2 separate regions of the Canis lupus genome follow, and region 2 is linked to region 1. A link is a contact called in public Hi-C data. All regions are on one chromosome and are shown on one strand. Each heading gives the region's core, a stretch centred on a gene start, on an enhancer-like site or on the middle of the called end of the contact. The rest is flanking DNA. Distances are from core to core; before and after follow the strand shown.

What was found. Hi-C and Micro-C count contacts between places; a contact is called where the count stands out from the background.
Region 2: a contact with region 1 is called in a Hi-C map of blood, with 2.3 times the contacts expected there. The contact joins the promoter of MTSS1 here to the enhancer-like site in region 1. A contact is called at or near these places in 2 of 9 Hi-C or Micro-C datasets (blood and liver).

What each region holds. Positions count from the first base shown.
Region 1 is chr13:23,126,102-23,131,764 of UU_Cfam_GSD_1.0, reverse strand. All of the region lies in intron 3 of MTSS1 (protein MTSS 1), which reads left to right. Among named protein-coding and RNA genes, the nearest start is that of MTSS1, 81 kb to the left of the region's middle. Within about 2 kb of position 2,549, at least 1 of the 20 cell types and tissues checked has an H3K27ac peak or open chromatin away from gene starts, as enhancers often do. A contact at or near this core is called in blood, where this site is marked.
Region 2 is chr13:23,206,546-23,212,208 of UU_Cfam_GSD_1.0, reverse strand. MTSS1 (protein MTSS 1) reads left to right here and starts at 2,183. Exons shown (of 15, transcript XM_038555470.1): 1 at 2,183-2,771. The coding sequence starts at 2,700.

The sequences.
Region 1 (5,663 bases), core at 1,300-3,799:
TGTATATTAGGACCTATTTTATTGATGGTAAAAATTGTTAAACACAGAAACTTTGATATATAATAAAGGGCCAAAAAATTCTGTTAAAAGATCTTAAATTTGGATGAATAACATAATACATATGTAAAAGAGAAATAGTATGAATTTATGGTTTGAGGTAGTCTTGAGCATATAGATAAATTCCTTCTATTTAAAGAAGGTCTGTGTAATGATGCAGTGTTGTTTTTTTTTTTTTTTAACTGTGGAAAATAGCTATTAGCTATGATCCAGTAAGTTGTACAACCTATTTATGTAGTGCAAATAGGTGATACAAATTTTCCTTCAGGGTGCTGGGTGATAGCTTTCTAATGATTGCATTCTATATGGAAAGTTTAAAACTCAGGGGCATTTATTCTTTTAAAGCAGTCGAGAAACCTTGTTCCCGTCACACCCAGATACTGCATACTATTATTACCTTGGTGCTATTTTAAGTTTGAGGAATCTTGCTATTGAATTTCTTGCAGGTTGTTTAAATAATGAAAGTATGGATTTAACAGCAGAATGATTTCCTGTATCTGATCATTTATTCTGTTCATTTACACAGAAATGCTGATTAGATGTCAGCTATATTCATTGTTACACATTTTCCAGGACCATCAGCTGTTTAATATGTAATGGACTAAAGCCGAGATAGCCCAGCCTTTGAGTTAATGGACTAATAAGCTTGCAAGCTTGGCCTTGACCATGTCACAGAGGAAAGAGGGAAAGAAAACCCAGAAGGAATAGATTCCTGGATCCCTGAAAGAGCCCAGACAAATTGAGATTTCAACATGGCCCAGACTGCTTTCAAAAAACAAGTTACATAGAGTTTCCTAAAAACTTCACTGTCCATTACACATATTTTAAATACTTCATTTTTTCCTAAATAAGTAAGTGGAGAGAAGGAGAGAAATATAGCAGGAACAATTGGAATGCATTTACATTAGTAGCTCCTGACAGTACCACGGTCTGAAATGGGGTGAGAGTCGGTGGTGTTACTGCCCTGAAGGGGGAAGGTCTTTGCACACTTGGGCTCAGGCCAAAGAAGGAAACTGGGTGCCCGGATGCTGGGGTGAAGGTTTTTTTTCTGTTTAGAAATATGAACAACAGGTTTTCATTGAAAGCGTAGAGGGTTCGGGGCACTTGGCTCAGTCAGTTAAGCATCCAGCTCTTGATTTCGGCTCAGGTCATGATCTCAGGGTCCTGGGATGGAGTCTGCTTGAGACTCTCTCTCCCTCTGCCCCTCTCCCCACACTCTTGCCCTCGAGTATGTGTGTACATGCTCTATCTCTAAAAATCTTTAAAAAAAAATGCTTAGAGTGCTCAAAATAGTAAGATGTACATGGTCATTTTCACTTTCTGGGCACTCATGATAAAGAGTTTAATAAGTCAAAGGTTTGGGCTTAAAATTGAAAATCGTACTGAGTCTTAGTGGAGAAAACGAGATTTGGGGAAAATAGGTAAAACAAAATAAAACAACAACTTGACTTGGTAAATTGTTGTGCTTTCAGCTTGTGATACTACAGTGTAGCTGCTTTCTCTCAGAGGCATGGTTCCAGTAGCCATCCTGAATGTGGATGAGCCCCATGTGCTTCTGCCCTATTTGACCTGCTAACCTGAGACCTGCTAATCTCTGGGTCAGATGTCCCTGAGGTCTATCATGGTGCCATGTTTTTCCTCCCAGAGTATAGTGTCCCCTCTCAGGTTTTAGGTACGTCTTCTTATGCACATTGAGCTTTTGTAAACAAAGAATCTCCAGAGTAAGTGAAAGCTTTCTTGCTGTAATTCATTAAAAAAAAAAAAAAAAATCATAAGACGTGCTATACTTAGATCCATGATAGATGTTAATGGTTGAGTGAGTCTGTGCATGACACACCTGACTTTTTTCAGTTTATCTAGGCAGACATTCTTGAAGGGAGAAGACACAAATTCCATAAAATGTTTAACCCCCCCTGATAGTTATTGAATCATAAATAGGTGACTTAAGTTACCCCATCCCTTTTGAAATGATCCACTGGTTTCTTTATAATATTCTGTCTGTAGTGTTCAGATGTCAAATCTTGTTCAATGTGTCTGGAGGGAGGTTTTCCAGTTAGATCTGGTACTATTTAGCAAAGTTGGAGACTTAAACCTGATTTCCTTTTTCCTTTCACTTAGCGAGAAAGATTAATTATGTTTAGATGATGCTGAAATTCAATTTTGGTAACATGAAAATTGGTTTGGAACTCAGATGGTGAATGTGTTCATGATTCACTTCTTTAAAATGGTTGTGGAATGAAGTTGGTGTGAATAAATATGTTAATTAGGATTTCTTCGCGAGTAAGCATCCTGCCATGGTTAGCTGATCTGTGGGCAGTGATCTCAGGGACCTTTGTAGGACCAAGGCTATTTCATCTGTAGCTCAGGTAAAGGAAGACAGAGGTAAGGTTGCCAGGGAAACCACCAAAGTGATGTATAACTACGGAGCTGCTTTGCATTCAAATGTGGTTTGAGGTTTGGGAGGTTCTCCCTCCCCCCACTCCACACCTGCCAACACACAAATGATGGTACATGAAAATGAACAATACTCATGTGCCCGGGTCTTAAAGGAAATGACCCCAGGCTGACTATAACTCAAGCTGTGGGCCTTAAGGGGATCATGTTCTGTTCCTTCTTTCTCTGTGTTCAGGCATTAGCTACTAATGATGTGCTTCCAGTTGGTTTTCGTGGAAATGAGCTGTGAGACACTTTTAATACACTTTTAATACACTTCACACATACTTCATAAACTTTTTTTTCCTGATTTTTAAAATAAACTTTTTACAGAATTTCAAAGACACGGAGCACTCATCTTTTTATAGCGTATAAAAATCACCTGTACTTTCACCATTTGGAAAAACCTAGCACAATATCTTGTACTTCTGTGAATATTTTTCTATATTTTCATGTATACGTTTATACATACATGTATATAATTGTGTGAACGCATAATATTTTAAATATACATATGACATATAAGGTCTCCAAATTTTGGCTACAGATTTTAATTTTTAAAGTTTTAAAGATTTTATTTAGAGGGAGAGAGTGTGTGTGTGTACACACATGAAGGGGAGGGGCTTAGGGAAAGGAAGAGAGAGACTGAAGCAGTCTACCTGCTAGGTGTGGAGCCGGACATGGAGCTTGATCTCACAACTTTGAGATCATGACCTGAGCCAAAACCAAGAGTCCAATGTTTAACCAACTGAGCCACCAGGCACCCCTGCAGATTTTAATGTTTAAATTTTCATATTGTAATAATTTTTTCATTCTTAGAATAGAAAAACTCATAGGAGCATACAGTTATTTATTTAACCATTTCTCTACTGTTGATTATACTTTGTTTCTAGCGTTCCAGTCTTACAAATGATGCTGCAGCAAGCAGCAAGCATTTCTCTGCATCATTTTATCCCTAGGTTAGGGTCCTCAGGTAGAGTCACTCACTAAGTCAAGGCACAAGCATTTTTATGGCTTTTGCTCTATATTGCCAAATGCTCCTTTTGGAAGGATTTGGCTAGTTAATCCCTTACCAGGTGGTAAGATGTCTCATTAAGACCAGGTGTTAACCAATTTTTTTTTCTATCTTCCAGTTGTACAGTTCAGAGACCCTTGTTGTTGTTTTTGCTTATTATCTAGAGCAGAAGAATGATAGCAGGATCGAGGAGTTACTGTACAGGATGTATCTTTGGTTCTCAAAGCAGCTAACTGAAATAGGTTCCACTGCATCCTCATTTAACAGATGGGCAAACAAGAGAGAAAACACAGACGACGGGGTGCCTGGGTGGTTCAGTCGGTGGAGCAGCTGTCTTTGGCTCAGGTCATGATGCTAGGGTCCTGGCATGGAGCCTCGCATCAGGCTCCCTGCTCAGCAGGTAGTCGTCTTCTCCCTCCCCTCTGCACTCCCCACCAACCCTGGCTTGTGTGTGCTTTCACTCTCTCTCTCTCTCTCTCTCTAGAGAGAGAGAGAGAGAGAGAGAGAGAGTATATATACGCGCGCGTGCGCACACACACACACACACACACACACAGACGAGTGAGGCTCTTTAGAGATTCATATTCCCAAATTGGGTGAGTTAATGCTTATGTTATTAGGTGAGGAGACTCCTGTAGACTTAATAGTTTTAAAGCTTAGTTGGACCCACCAAAGATGGGTCATCAGAAGGAAGTTGGGAATTAGCTGAAGCTGTGAAGGGTAAGTTGATTTGGGGCTCCTGTTTAAAATGGAGATGTTTTTCTCCCCAGAGTATAGTGTCCCCTCCCAGGTTTTAGGGATGTATTCTTAAGCACTTTGAGCATTTGTAAACAAACAAACAAAAATCTCTAATGCGTGAAAGCTTAATCCTCTCTGATTCATTAAAAGAAAAAAAAAAAAAACTCAAGACATGCTATGCTTAGAGGCCTTTCTTTCCATTTCTGCCTCTTTTCCATTCATATCACTTCTACTACTGAAAGCATGAATCCTGCACCTGCTGTATTTCAGGATTCAAACATCTTCCCAGTTAACTGTGCCTTTTAGCAAATATGAAGTACTTGAAACCAAACTACATAGTGGTCCTTCTGGAACCATTTCCTTTTTAACTTTTGAGACTTGCTATTTATTGAAAACTAAGGTAAATAATTTTACCTTTATGCTGGATTTAGCCGTCTGTCCATTTCTCTATGCCTTGCAAACATGACATCCATGCTAGTGTTTCCTCATTCTCAATAACTGTATTCAGAAATAAGGGGAGGTGGGGACATTTACCTACCAGTGATTCAGCTGTTTTACCCAGGACTGATATTTCACCATTCTCTTCTGCTTGTTTCTTTATCCTTCCTCTTTTTTCTCTATGCTTATTGGTAAAATTAGAATTCATTCATCTTCAGGTAGGACAAACTCTGGTTCAGGATATAGCTTCCAATATTTGGGTCATTGGAGCCAACATGCTATTAAACTGAAGGGTTTTTAGTTCTTCCACCAGACAAATTATCTGTCGGGCTGTCCATCCATCCGTCTGTCCATCCATCCATTCATCCTCATAGCTCGCTCCTTCCTCCCTCCCCGAAAGACCGAAACTGCTCCTACTAGCACGAAAGAAAGAAGGAGGGAGAGAGAGGAAAGGAGGGAGAGGAGAGAGAAAGAGGAGCTCAGTGTAGAGAAGTCGATGAAGAACTAGGTGGGGTGGTAGGGAGGGATTGTGGGGGTGGTGAGGGAGGTGTGGTAGGATCTGGCTTGGTTGAGGCTCGTATGAGAATCTTCTCTCTCTTCTCTTCTTTCTTCTTTCTTTTTTCTTTTTTCTTTCGTTTGCTTTCTCTTCTTTCTTCTCTGTTATTTCTTCTTCTCTTTACTTCTTTCTCTCTCCCTTCCTCCCTCCCTTCCTTCCTTTCTTTTTTTCTTTTCTTTCTTTCAGCAGAGACCTAGGCAGAGGGAGAAACAGGCTTTCTGCGGGGAGCCTGATGTGGGACTCGATCCCAGGACCCCAGGATCATGACCTGAGCCAAAGGCCAGATGCTCAACCACTGAGCCACCCAGATGTCCCAGCCTTTCACTTTCAAGTATGTTGCCAGGTGCTGTGGAAGAAAGGTACATAAGACAGAGAAGGAAGTCATGTTTGTTGAGTAGTTCTGTGTTTCAAGACCAGGTCTGAGAG
Region 2 (5,663 bases), core at 934-3,433, 81 kb before region 1:
TCGGGCTCCCTGCATGGAGCCTGCCTCTCCCTCTGCCTATGTTTCTGCCTCTCTCTCATGAATAAATAATAAAATCTTTTTTAAAAATGCTTTACATATATTAGTGAAGGTAAAAGTCACTACAGCCCTATGAAGTCTTTATCCCCACTTACAAATGAGGAAACTGAGGTCCAGTTAATTTGGCCCAAGGTCATACAGATAGTAGGTTGCAAACTGGACTTTAGACCTAGTACAATCAGGCTCTATAAACAATGACCTTATCACTATAATACCAATAGTGTTAAAAACCATCATGATGATGATTGACAGCAGATTGTTTTTTTTTTTTTTAAAGATTTTATTTATTTATTCATGACAGTCACACAGAGAGAGAGAGAGAGGAAGAGACATAGGCAGAGGGAGAAGCAGGCTCCATGCAGGGAGCCCGACGTGGGATTCGATCCCGGGTCTCCAGGATCGCGCCCTGGGCCAAAGGCAGGCGCCAAACCGCTGCGCCACCCAGGGATCCCGATTGACAGCAAATTGTAAGTCAAATGCTATTATTGGCAAGGTGAAGCTGTGACTGACTTACACATCCAAATAACCTTGGGGACAGGATCCAGCAGGGTTGTCCAAGAGATTGGTTAATTCCAGAAGTAACACTGCTCCTTATGATTTTTGGGAGAGGGATGGAGAAGGGTCGTGATTAAGAGTTGGGCAGAAAAAAAAAAAAAAGAGTTGGGCAGAATGGCCCAGGGTTAAAATGATCTTCCGCGGCTGTGATCTGTCCGTTCATGCATCTCTTTGATTCTTGCAGTTTTTCAAAGCCAGAACTTGACCTATTACCAAGTGAGTCTGACACAAGTCTACAGCATTTTGTATATGGTTTCTTCTGTCTCCTTCCCCTTATTTTCCTTTTGTTCTATTTTGTGCTTTGCATGGTCAGCTCAAGGGTCAAGGGAGTCAGGTGCTTATGTTTTAAGGTCTTTTAAAAGCCGCTCATTTGATTACCTTCTTCCTTGCCGATATGGCTTTAATATGTATATATATATATATGATATGTATATATATGTTATATATATATAGCAAGATTTTATTTATTTGTTCATGAGAGACACAGAGAGAGGCAGAGGGAGAAGCAGGCTCCACGCAGGGAGCCCGATGTGGGACTTGATCCCGGGATTCCGGGATCACTCCCTGAGCCAAAGGCAGACGCTCACCGGCGGAGCCACCCAGGCGTCCCTATTTGGCCTTAATCTAAATGAGGGATCCGACTATGTGCAGTTAGGCTTCATAGTGGAGCTATGAAAATGAGCCCCCAGCCTCCACATCAACTCGGGTACATTTGCGCTTTCCTCGTTAAACCTCCCAACAGGGCTCTCTGCAGTGATGCCAACACCCAATGCCCTCAGTGGGCATGAAAAAAAAAACAAAACAACAAGTCACGGGCAGTCAAAAATATCCATAAGCCAAAGAACAGTATGCGAAAGCTCAATACCATTCATTTTGCAATGGCAAATTAATCTACTTTCCCAGCATCCTGCAACTTTTATTGAACTGGGCATCCCGCCATGGGATACGCCCCCAAACTCTCCTTAATTACATATTCGTTAATTACAAATTAATGACAAATTACGATTTTGTTTGCAATCGTGACTGGCGTTGCAGTCCTGATATCACAGGACGGGCTTCTTCTCAAAAGGCTGCAGCAGCAGGAGCAGCAGCGACAGCTCCAGGAGCAGCAGCAGCGGCAGCAGCAGCAGCAGCAGCTTTCCCGCCCTCCTGAGCGCTCACTGTAATACGCCGGGCGCTGCGCTAAGCTTGCCACCCTGCAGGTCCCCGGGGAGCGGCGGTGCACCCTCGGTTCCCCGCGCTCGCAGCCATTGTGGGGGGGGGGGGGGGGGGGGGGGGGGGTGCGGGGCGCCCGCCCAGCCGCGTGCCGGCCCGCCCCCTCGGCGCCGCGACCCGCGGCCGGGGCAGGAGGGGGTGCCCGGCGCGCGCTCCGGGGAGGGGGCGGCTCCCGCGGGGGCGGAATCCTCGCCGCGCCGCCCGCGGTCCTCCTCCCGGGCACGCGCCGCTCCCTCCTCCCTCGCCCCGCCCGCGAGCGGCGGACGCACGGCCCCGAGCGCGCGCCCTCCCCGCGCCCTCCCCGCGCCCCCGCGGCGGACGCACGGCCCCGAGCGCGCGCCCCTCGGAACGTCCCCGGGAGCCGCGCCAGAGCGAGCGCCGGGGCCGGGCGCGCAGGAGTGAAAAGGAGGCGGCGGCCGCGGCTGCGAGCAGCAGCTCCGGACCCCGCGGGCGGACGCGTCCTGCTGCGGGGCGATTTTTTTTTTTAATTTCAGACCATATCATTAAATCAGAAAACCTTGCATTTTTCCATGGCGCTGGCCCCGGGTCAGCGAGCGGTTTTCTCTGCCTCAGGATGGGCTTTGCCGTTTCCGTCGCGGGCACCCGTGGTGGCCTGATTGTCAGTCTTCTCCGGGCATTTTTGAGGCCAGAAGCCGAGCGCCGCATGTAGGCGAATCACCCTGCGGGGCGGCTTGGCTTTTTTAAATTATCGTTTGTTATCTGGGGGCGGAGAAGAGCCGGCCTCGGGCGCTCGGGCCTCTCGGCAGAGGCGGCTGTGAGTCGGAGGTGGGATTGCTCGCGGGGGAGCGAGCCCCGGCCCCGCGCAGTCCAGGCGGCCCCGGGAGTGTCCTCTGCCTGCCGGCGCCGGGAAAATGGAGGCTGTGATAGAGAAGGAATGCAGCGCGCTCGGAGGCCTCTTCCAGACCATCATCAGCGACATGAAGGTAGGACGCCGGGGGCGCGGCTGCGGTGGCCGCGCTGACCTCGCCGGGGCCCCCGCCTGCGCCGCGGCCGCCGCCACCTGCGGGAGCGCTCGGGCCCCGGGTCACCTGCGCCCCCGCGGCGCCGCCCGGGCTCTGCCGGGCCGCTGCCCGCATCCCCGGGGGCGCCAGGTGCCCGCTGCCCTCTCCGCGCTCATTGTCCCAGGGGGCGGCACCACCTCGCCTCCCCGGGGCGCGGGGCCCCGGCTCCAAGTTGCCCATTGTCTGTCGCTGGACCGAGTGTCTGCGACCCGTGGAGGCCGGTGCCCGGGCCGACACCTGATTCCCCCGAGGCCGGGGTGGGGGCGCCTGGCGCGGTGGCCGGGAGGGCTGTGGGGGCTCTGCGTGGCCGCGGGAACTGGCCCTCCGGCCGGGAGCCTGCGAGGGAGGCTCCCCCTCTTCTCCCCTCCTTCTTGGCTTCTTTCGGGTCCACCTGGCGGGCGGGCGGGGGGGGTAGTTGGGGGGGATCTGAGCAAATTAGGCATTAATTGGGCAGTTCCAAGCTGCTGAGGGTGTGCATGCCTTCCCTCAACCCTCCCCGGGGGCGCGGAGCAGAAGTTCCCAGAGCAGCCTTGCTGGGGACCCTCCTCCACCGGGCTGAGGCGCCCAGTCTGAAGGCAAGATTGGGGTCCCCTAAACCACTGTATTCCCCACCCACCCAACACACACAGCCTCCAGGTTTTCTCTTGGACGGATCGTGAAGATACTGTGCGTGTGTGTGTGTGTGCGCGCGCGCGCAAGCGTGCGCGCGCCTGTGTGTGTATGTGTGTGTGTGTGTGTGTGTGTATTGCGGGGCGGGGAACAACACCCGGTTTTTTTTTTTTTCCTGCAAAGGGTGGGACTGGGGATAACCTGATCTAGGATGTGGATTTTCTGCTGCATAGAGGTAGATCAGGGCCCTGTGTTACTCACCCAAAGGAAATAGATCCAGCCTCCCGAGCTGGCTGGAGGTGGGAATTGGGGGCGGTGGGGGGATTTTTTTTTTTCATGTGTATTTAGGGAGCTTCTCTTTGGCTCTAACCCAGCCCCAGTTTGCCTCAACAGATCCGGGGAGGTGGTGTTTAATTAAAAGCTCGGCTTCCAAAACGAGTAGGCAGGTTTGGAAAGCTGTACAGCCGGTGGGTGTGGACGGCCCCGCTTCAGCCGCTGCCTGGGCGTTCGGAGGAGCTTTTGTCTGATCAAGTGTGGGGTTTAGAGAGGGTTTGGACTGGGAGATGGACTTAGCGAAGGAATGCTCAGCTGTCACGCTTGCTCTCCCCTCCCCCTTTTAGAATCAAGTGCCATCTCCCCAAGGGTGAACTTTTCCAAGGTGCCTCCATGCTGGCCTTGTCCCTCCTACAGAGCCTGTGCTCTTTTTTTTGGGGGGGGGGGGGAGGAAGGGAGGTGAGAAATTGACATTCGTGGAGCGTTATCTTCAGCTAGACCCTGCTTGTCCAGGAATGCCTCTAATCCAGCCACTTGGAATTAGATGGATTATTCCCTGTTCAAAGACAGCCTCTTTCATTCCTTTGCCCTCAATCCACATTGACTTATTGAAGTGCTCTTTTGAGACAAAGATTGGTGTCCCCGCCTTGGACTCTGGGGTATTTTTTGTTAACTTAAATTCTCTACGCCTTATAATCAAACATTTGGTTTGAGGCACACGTGCATTTTGATCATCAGGGGAAGAATTTTGAGATGGGTTGGTAAACCTGCTTGTGTGTTTTTTATTTTTTTCGAAGCGAAATGGGTGTTTCCAGTCCCTGAGTAGTAACAAGGATCCAGTGACCTAAAAGTTCTTCTGCCCACTGCAGTCCCAGAAAAAAAAAAAAAATCTAGGATTTTTGTTTTTCTCTCCCTCTTTGTTCCTTAATCCAGAATCCATCCAGTCTTGGTTCTTTGCATTTATGGGTTTGAACCCAAAGCCCTTCAGAAGTTTTCCACCTGCGATCCCGTGGCTGCCCTGGAGCTTTCTGGAGGGTGGAGTTGGGGGGGGGGGGGCGGATTGTGAGTGCTGAGGTGGCATGTTTTTCCCTCTGCAAGATTCTAGTTAAAAATAAAGATGTATTTAATGCCCTCTCAGTGCTGGATCTCTAGTTTATGGTTCCTGACACTTCTTTCCCTTTGAATTTAGTAGAGTTTGTTCAACATCCTGTGGGAAGGCATTTATTTTAAGGTTGTTTGTTTTATTTTGGCAAGGATTTGAGAAGTAAACTGGAGGGGAAGACTAAAACCTGTCTTGAGGTCTGTAGGATTCCAGGCTTTTGGGGAGCAGAGATAAGGAAAAAGACGGGTAGATTGATTTCCAAGAATATTTATGCAGAACTCAGTTGTTGAATATTTTAATGGAGTTTTCTTTTTAAAAGACTTCTTTGTGGGTTGGATGGCTGTGATATTTTAAAAGGGAATTAAAAAAAATTGGGCATATAGAATAAGAAGTATGTAGTATGCATAATTCATGAAGTCACCACCAATAAAAGTCAGTGTTCAATATCTGAAGTCAGCTGGCTTTTTAATGACCAGTTTATCCTTTTTTTCTTCTTTGAACTGCCATGATGGGTTTCTAATGTCTTTGGTCTCCTTTCTGTTTGCTTTGAAGGACAAGTGTAAATGTTGGAAACCCATTTTGGAAGGCCATCTTGAGAAAATTTTTAGGTTATTTTCCCAGAAATAATGTTGGAGTGGGGTGAGGAAAGGGTAAGGAATTTTTTTTTTTTTTTTTTTTTTTTTTTAGTAGCATTTGATTCTCCCAAACGTACAGCAGCACAGGAAGGGAGTCAATTTCCTCTTTGGAGGAAAAAAAAAAAAAAAAAAAACCCAAGAAAGAAAGAAAACAAAACAAAACAAAAATGAAGTAATTTCAAAGCCTAACACCGT